Linked DNA regions of Danio rerio: all the other regions are linked to region 1. Evidence: chromatin contacts called from public Hi-C data. All regions are on one chromosome and are shown on one strand. The core of a region is the stretch at or near the end of the contact, and the rest is flanking DNA. Distances in the headings are between cores, read along the strand shown. Region 1 holds the start of suv39h1b (SUV39H1 histone lysine methyltransferase b). Region 2 holds the start of stk38a (serine/threonine kinase 38a). Region 3 holds the start of wasa (WASP actin nucleation promoting factor a).

The links. Hi-C and Micro-C count contacts between places; a contact is called where the count stands out from the background.
Region 2: a contact with region 1 is called in a Hi-C map of hematopoietic stem cells, with 2.3 times the contacts expected there. The contact joins the promoter of stk38a here to the promoter of suv39h1b in region 1. A contact is called at or near these places in 2 of 18 Hi-C or Micro-C datasets (hematopoietic stem cells and an unstated tissue).
Region 3: a Hi-C map of hematopoietic stem cells shows a contact between it and region 1, with 1.8 times the contacts expected there. The contact joins the promoter of wasa here to the promoter of suv39h1b in region 1. A contact is called at or near these places in 1 of 18 Hi-C or Micro-C datasets (hematopoietic stem cells) and 1 of 4 datasets of contacts at active chromatin or transcription factors (embryo).

What each region holds. Positions count from the first base shown.
Region 1 is chr8:27,657,984-27,660,817 of GRCz12tu, reverse strand. It overlaps suv39h1b (SUV39H1 histone lysine methyltransferase b), which reads left to right and starts at 1,479. Exons shown (of 6, transcript NM_001126482.1): 1 at 1,479-1,907. The coding sequence starts at 1,889. It overlaps tmem9 (transmembrane protein 9), which reads right to left and starts at 1,370. Exons shown (of 5, transcript NM_199866.2): 1 at 972-1,370; 2 at 232-323. The coding sequence starts at 1,085.
Region 2 is chr8:27,501,658-27,504,491 of GRCz12tu, reverse strand. It overlaps stk38a (serine/threonine kinase 38a), which reads left to right and starts at 1,336. Exons shown (of 14, transcript NM_213456.1): 1 at 1,336-1,396.
Region 3 is chr8:27,524,090-27,526,923 of GRCz12tu, reverse strand. wasa (WASP actin nucleation promoting factor a) reads right to left here and starts at 1,342. Exons shown (of 14, transcript XM_073910429.1): 1 at 960-1,342; 2 at 94-226. It also overlaps a transcript of stk38a not described here.

The DNA.
Region 1 (2,834 bases), core at 230-2,729:
TATTGTAGGTAGTACATTATAAAATGCATTATATTTATATGATATATGATGATTATATGATAAATAAAAAATTTCTATATATTTTAAAATATTATTAAATTAAAAAGTTTCTATGACAACTTTAACGTAATACAGTTTGGTATATTTAGCTTCGGCCCACCACCCTCAATCAAGTTTGGTTTTTGGCCCTTCATAAGAAAAAGTTTGGGCACCCCTGGTCTAGAGTCTTACCAGTCTTTCTGGGTCACATTCTTTTTGTATATATGTCCAGTGATGTTTCTGTAAGGTGGACAGATGCACTTGCAACGCACATCTTCAAAACTCTGTGAAAGCAACATATTATTTTCAGAAAGAGACAAATGATTTCTCTAAAATGAAGAAAGGCACAGTATTTAGCAAGGAATTTGAACTTTTTTTAAATTATACACAATTCATGTTAGAGTTATGCTCATTTATTTATTTTTAGGATAGGTATATAAAGCACATTAGTATAAATATAGGGGGTCAAAAAAACTTTTGTTAAATCATATCATCAACCTCAGTAAGTCCTTCCTCCATATCTCAGACATCTTTTACACAATTTTGCTGATTAACGTGCAAATGTAAACCTATTGACAAACTATTAAGGTTTCTTTTCTGGAGTAGTTTGTATAGGTTAATACTCCAAAGATTTAGTTTTAGTTTTTTTTTGTTATAAAAAAATGCTAAGTGCTAATCCAGTACTGGGTTGCAGCTGGAAGGGCTTCTGCTGTGTAAAACATCTACTGGATAAGTTGGCGGTTCATTCCGCTGTGGGGACCCCTGATAAATAAGGGACTTAAGCCGAAGGAAAATGAATGAAAAATGCTAATTGCATTAATAACATGTCAAAACCTGGTAACATTCGAAATGTTGCCTTTTTTCACGTTTATTTACATATAGAGGTTTTAAAACATAAGAATACAGGTGAAAATAAGCCAGTAAAACTGTACCTTATCTGCAGAAGCAAACGACACCACTTCTATGAGAACAAGAAACGCCAGGAAAATTACTGGTGTCCGGAGACTTTGTGCAATGAAGGACATGACGCCTGTAAAATAATACATTTAAATTATTTGTCGTTTAGCTAAAGGTGATGGTTGTACTGTAAACAATGTACTTATAATCAGTTAGTAAATGGTCTATGCCGCATTAATAAGAGGCTGGCAGACAACCGGTTTCGCCGTTTAGGCCTTCTCCTGTCTATATTGCGTATTTTAGAGGAAATAAAATTACATAAGGAGGTACAAATACATAAAATGTTACACGCAGAAATGCAAAACTAAACGCACAAACATACAGACAGTATTTACATCAACGCATTTGTTGACTTTTCCCGGAAGTTCATGAATGTTTACGTCACACTGTCACGTGACGATGACACTCTACATGTCCCGCCTTCGCATAGATAGATCTATGCCGCCTTCATAACCGGCGAAAAGCAAAATAAAAGACTTTACAGCACATCTCCGTTTTTACTTTGAGTGACGTAAACAGCCTTTTTGTTTCCTAGATGTTAGATTATGAAATTAAAGCCTTAGTTCAAAAAATCGTATTGACTTTTTTGTCTCGCCTGGACACCAAAAATTAACCATTCTAGAGTAATTAAATGGGTAACCGTTAAATGGAAAGCATCTCACAGATAACTAACGTTAGTGTCTTCAAAATATTATCCATATCTGCCTGTAAAATCAGTCAAATTAAGATCTATTTTTCCTCAAAGTTCACACATTTAACGAATGTGGCATTTTGCATAAACTCTTCCCGATTTAAATACTCTGCCACTATTGGTTGCTCAACCCGTCACTCAGACGGGGCGCATCCAACCACCGAGCAGCCTTTAGTTCCATAGTTTTGGCGGCGTGAGACGATGGCGGAAAATTTGAAAGGTAAGAATATGCCGTGTTAATCGTTCACAAACAACAGTTTATTCAATATAAGTCTGATCTATAGCCCGAGTTGGTTAAACGACATGTTTTCTCGGAGGTAACCCGGAAATAAGCCCCGAGTTTTAAAACATTATTTGCTGCAAGTTGCTGATACAAATTCACGGTAGGTCGGTGTTATGGCCAGCGCGCGCTCCTGAAACACGTTTAACAAACTCTTCGACAATCGCTTGTTCCCCTGTCCAGATTGTTTTCTGAAGTTTTGTTAAGTTGTACAATGTTACATATCTCGCATATGCGCAGTTTTAGCATACTTTTCGGTGTTTAGCTAACGTTTTTATTTTCCTTTGCTAAGTAATTCATATTTAAAAGCAAATGAATACACTAAAATACCAATTCAGCCTGTGAATACTCTTAGTTTAGCTTTGTTAAAGTGTTTAAATGGCCCATTGGTTAGCGAAGATGCTCGCGACCAGCCCTGTAAAGATTAACTTACTAATGTAACGTTATTCCATAAAGCATGAAGGAAGCAGATCTGTACATTACTCTTTTGTATTGTTTTTGTAGATCTAACGTTATATATTTTATTAAAGTTATACGAGAAACTATAATCACTATCTTGTTAGGGAGTCTATTCTCACAATATATTTTGATAAGAAGTTTTAATGTTGCTATTACTTTGATAACATGACAATATTGTAAGTTGGTTTAATTGGCTTTGGTTTGTTGTTGGTTTTTAGAGTTTTATGATCAAATATCTTGAAAATGTTTGTAGTCCATGTTATTAGCTACATAATATTATTTGAAGACTATTTCACTTTTAATTAATTAAATACATTTACAAATACACAGTACATTACAATACATTTTTGTAATATTATTTCAAAACAACTTAATAGTTTAAGTAACATAACAAAATATGTACAAAGT
Region 2 (2,834 bases), core at 87-2,586, 160 kb after region 1:
GCTGGACTTCAACGAAGACTCATCTGTACCTGGTCCTGGAGAGTCACAGGAATCAGTCACATACTCTCCACTCCTCCAAGACCACCACAGCAGCTGCTTAGGATACAGCCTTGTCCAGGATTATGTAAACCTTGGGATCATCTTGTCGCTGGTCTTGGATCACATCAGTGGTGCTCATATCCTATTGCTATCATTATCACTCATATCTCAGTATGACATGCCCTATATAGCCCTAAATAAAAACCGTTTTACTAACATTTCAAACTTGCCCTGACAAATAAAAATCTAGAAAAATCATATCTCTATGTCCTTTGGTTAGTATTATTTTGCACATTATATCTCTTTCGCCTCCCAGACTGCAGCTCTGCACAGAAAGTTTGGCCAGGGGACTGGCTTCAGTCTGTTTTTTCTCAAGGCTTTTTCCTTCACTTTTGTCAATCAGTAAAGTTTGTTCCTCACCAATGGCTGGCTTGGCTTGGAACTTGTGAAGCTGGATTTGTTTTTCAGTGTTTTTGACTTTCAGTAGTGTAAATTAAAACACACTCAACTGAACTAAACTGAACTTTCAATTGACTAGAGCTTTATGTTAAGCTGCTGCTTTGACATCTACATTGTAAAAGCACTATTGAAATAAAGTAGCAGCTGCTGAAAACCAGCCCTACTTGGGGAAAAGATAGCCAAATCATCAGTATACATGTAATGATTTACTATAGCATTGATCATATTTAGAATATAATAGTTTAATAGGTTAATTAATTAAGTTAATATTTAATAGGTTATTATTCGTCAATAGGACTAATTGTGGCAACACAGTGGCGCAGTAGGTTGTCACCTCACAGCAAGAAGGTCACTGGGTTGCTGGTTCGAGCCTCGGCTGGGTCAGTCAGTGTTTCTGTGTGGAGTTTGCATGTTCTCCCTGTGTTCACGGGTGCTCCGGTTTCCGCCACAGTCCAAAGATATGAACAGGTGAATTGGGTAAGCTAAATTGTCTGTAGTGTATGAGTATGAATGTGTATGGATGCTTTACAGAGATGGGTTGCAGCTGGAAGGGAATCCGCTGCGTAAAAACATATGCTGGATAAGTTGATGGTTCATTCCACTGTGGCGGCTCCAGATTAATAAAGGGACTAAGCCGAAAAAAGAAAATGAATGAATGACTTTTTGTATTCTGTTATTTAATATTTTGACGAACATAAACACATGATGCCTTAATGTTAATTGTAACAAACTGAATAGAGTTTTTTGTTTAAATTAACTACGAAGACAAAGACCTACAAGACCACCAGAGCGGAGACTTTTATTTTGTTCCCCTGCTTACCTCGAGCACAAACCCGGAAGAAGGAAATAATGTCCGTCGTCGTCTACTAGCTCGAGTCAGTTTGAGGTCGAGTGGAAGGTAAGCAAACAAGTACTTTTTCAAAGTAACACTGTGTTTACGAGTAACTAATATTTTTCTTTCGTTATTTCTGCTTACTTTACACATGTCGCTTGAGCTCTAAATAGACACTAAGCAGGATTTCAGCCGTTTCTCACTTTGCTTTGAGAGCAGACGAGTCTGAACAGACAGTTAGCGACTGCTGCTAGCAGACTGACAGTCCTAATACTCTACTGATGATGTTTTTGCGTTTCACACTTTTTGTTTATGTTTTTAAGGATTAGTCTGTGGCTAGTGTTCATCCATTAGTGTTAGTTTTGCTTAGAAATTGCACCATGGCTAAACTCACTAATCGTGTGGGTTTACTCTGTCAAACTTTAGTGTTTACAGTGTTGTTTTTTTGTCCGTCCGTGAATAAAGATTCTGTGTTTTTTATCAGTTCACGTGCTCATATCTTTTTGTTTTAATTTTCAGACTCGAGTCTCGACTTTATTTCATTAGTCGCACATTTATTCTTTGAGTTTAAAGAGGTCATAAGGCTTGGGTTTACTTTTGAAATGTACAAAATGCAAATAGACAGTTTGGCTTTGCACTGTCAGATTTGTATATATGTATTACTTATTGCATGTGGTTTCAAATGAAATTATTACCTCAGTCATCATTGCTTTAATTATCATTACTATTAGTAATAATAACAGTAATAATTAATATTACAGTAAAATCTGAAGGATCTTGTGACTCTGAAGCTAAAATTCATCATTAAAATCACTGAAATAAATGATTAAATTAAATTATTAGTTGTTTTATAGTGCAATAACATTTCACAATTGTACAATTTATACTGTAGTTTTGATTAAATAAAAGCAGCCTTGGTGAGCAGGATAAGCTTACTTTAAAACATCTAAAAGTTTGACTGAACCCAAACTTTTGATCAATAGTGTATTAGGCATGGGCCGGTATAAGATTATGATGGTATGATAACCTTGGGTAAAAATATCACGGTTTGCTGGTATCACGATATTATGATTACTGCAGGAAAATATGGTGTTTTTAAATGTCTGGTTAAAACTTATTTTTCCATGGAATTTACTATTCCATAGTAAAAAAAAAAATTAACATTTAAAATATTTTGAAACAAGTGCCAAGCTAAATAATTTTAATAAATCATTGACTTCTGTTGTCTTAATACGTTTAATAAACACTTGATTTCTTTTTAACTTGAAAAGGCATCTTTGGATATCTTTATTTTCTTTGGCTTTAAAGTAAGTCACTGTACTGTTCAGGTCTATAGCATGCTGGATGTTGGTTAAATAAGATCTGTTTTTCTGGACTGACCAGTAGCTTTTGATGTGGAGGGTCATTTTGTACTGGCGCTCTAAAAAACTGAATAAAATAGTCGTAAAAAAAACTACAAATACCTTAGGAACGGTATAACAGAAATTTTAAATGGTTTTAAAAC
Region 3 (2,834 bases), core at 93-2,592, 130 kb after region 1:
ATCTGAACATGCATACTGCCTTTTTTTGACAAATGCATCTTATCACTTTAAAGTCTTAGTTAATCCAGAACTGAAAATGATGTAATTACTCACCCTTATCTCATTCCAATTTCCTGTGACCTTCTTTCATCTACTAAATACAAATGTATTTATTTATTCTTATATTGGTGAAATACATAAGCTATCTCATCCTTCATTGGCAGCAATGGTCCTGAGATGTTTAAAGCTATAAAGAAACCAAAAACATTGTTAAAACATTCTGTGTCACTTTAGTGGTTATCATTTTGTAGTTGTACAAAGCTTCAAAAACACATTTGTGTGCCAAAAAATGTGTTTGTAAAAGTGTGATAAGAGTCTCTGTTGAAACATACAAAATGTGACCAAACGACTCCAGATTGTTGTGTCCAGCTCGCTAAGAAGAGCCAGCGCAAGTGAACCACTGAAGACACAGAGTGCAGATAAACACGAAAACAATCAATTCTCTTCCCTTTACAAAATATGTGGGGAAAGTATGTGAATCTAACCCAGCACATAAAACAAACCATTATGTTCTGCTGAAAAAAAAAAAAAAAAACTGCTTGAGCAGGTGTGGACCACTGCCATTTATCTATTAATTCTACATATAAATTAGATTTTTATTATTATTATTGAACCCCTAATCAATAATAATGAGCTGAATTTAAACGAGTATCAATGTCGTCATAATAATTATTTTTCATAATCATAAAGTAGGCCTACAAATTATTCATTTCTGAATTCGGCATTTTATGATGAAACCATAGAGTGTAAAATATGGATGAAACCGAATCATGAACCTGTATTGACTACCAACGGGCCACGTGCTTTCACGGTGTCAAACGAATTCGAGGGACTTGAGGATAGAGAAAATGCGTCCATTTGTAGCGAAAAGAGTTCATCCTCTCCAAGAAACAACAGTGATATGTAGCAGAATTACTGACCTGATGCTCATGACGTCAAGTGCAGGTCAGTTCATTCTGTAAACAGGCTAACGTTACTGTTTTTGCGTTTCTCTATTGAGCCTACTGCTAACGTTACTTCGGGAAAAAATGCTAATTTTGGAGTTACACAAGTAGCTCTAGTAGGCTAGGCTAAGCTACACCATACGAAATATGAGCCATAGAAGAAACCTAAGAAATATTAAAAGAAATGTTTAGCTTTTGTTGTCCAGCTCTATTGAAGTCTGCCTGTTTTGAGGTATAGATTCTCTCACCCCTGTATTTTACACATTAACTTAATCCAAGACATGAAAAAATACAAATATACTATTGGTAATTTCTACAAATTATCAGTACTTTTTAAATGTTCGATTTTTTTGTCTACTAAGTAAATATTTCTGGTGCCATCAAAATAGTATTTTACACATTTTAAACTCGCATTTAATCACAGTTAATTATTAAACATATAAATCCTACACTGATAGAAATACTTAAATAAAAGACAAAAAATATGTATAAAATACAACCAAATTACATATAGTGGAAATTTTGACCCGTTCCAGCCCTAGGCCCGAGGGAAATTTCTGGATGTAGTATTCCTTTACCTGCTGAAATGAAATTTAAAGAATCCATCAAAATGGTTATTATAGAAATGACATTGGTTTTAATGGAAATTGTATTAGTGCTTTACTTTTGGCCTTTTATTGATGGCATGTTAATCCAATAAATTCTAATAGAATATTTCCCCAAAACACATTAGATAGTAACCATCAAAATGGTTCTAAAAGTTAATTGATGGATTGTAGGGCTTTAATGGTATCTGCAGTGGAAACCAATTCTGTATTTTTTCAGCAAGGTATTGAATAATTTAAAACATAAAACGATTAAAAAGACCAAAAAAAAAAAAAAAACATTTGACAAGTGATTTTGAAAATGGTGGACGCATATTCAATCAAGGGCGCCACCTTCTGGAGAAAAGTGGGAATTTATTACATATGGGACAAAACTAAAAATTCCCATCAACAGTTTTAATAATCCATTAACCTTAATTTTGCATGGACAATTCTGATTGCTGATGTATTCAAGCAAATTAGATTTGTTATATAGCTAGAAAAATGTGTATGTAGTGTATGGCAACCATTTTTAACAAAACGGTGCTGCGTTAGAGGTATGATTTTGAATGATTGTATAATCGCAGAATAAAATATAATGTTCAGAGATGACAGGTTATGCAGTCATGTTACAGAAAACATAGGCCTACATGCTATAAACTTAAAAAAGTAGGAAGACTGAATGAAAATGAAAATTGCATAGGCTACTTCTCTATAGTAGCCTATGTGAAAAACAGTATGGGAGCCAAATAATACATCAAAATTCATAATAATTGAAACACAGTAGGCAAGAAGCCTACTTCTGGCAAGATTCTGAAGCGTGCTGCTGAAAAAATAGCTTAAACGAGCCTAAGATGGTTTTAGCTGGTCAACCACCAGCCTAGTTAGAGAGGTTTTGGCCATTTCCAGGCTGGTTTCAGCTATTTCCAGTCTGGTCTTAGCTGGTCAGACTGGGAGTTTACCAACTTGATCAGGTTGAGGGCCCAGAGCAAACCAGCCATCTCCAGCTTATTGCTTAAACCAGGCTACAAATAGCTAAAACCAGCTTAGAAATGACCAAAACCCCTTCATACCCAACTCTAAAACCAGACTGCTCAACAAGTCAATCAGCCTAGGTTGGTTTAAGCTGTTTTTCTTTTTTCAGCAGGGCGTACATCCAATGAATGAATATTTTATTGTCCCATGAAGACACTGCAGAGTATTTAGTAATGGTGCGAAGTGTCCAGAAGTGACCAAGAAGGTCGCTGGTTCAAGCCTCGGCTGGCGT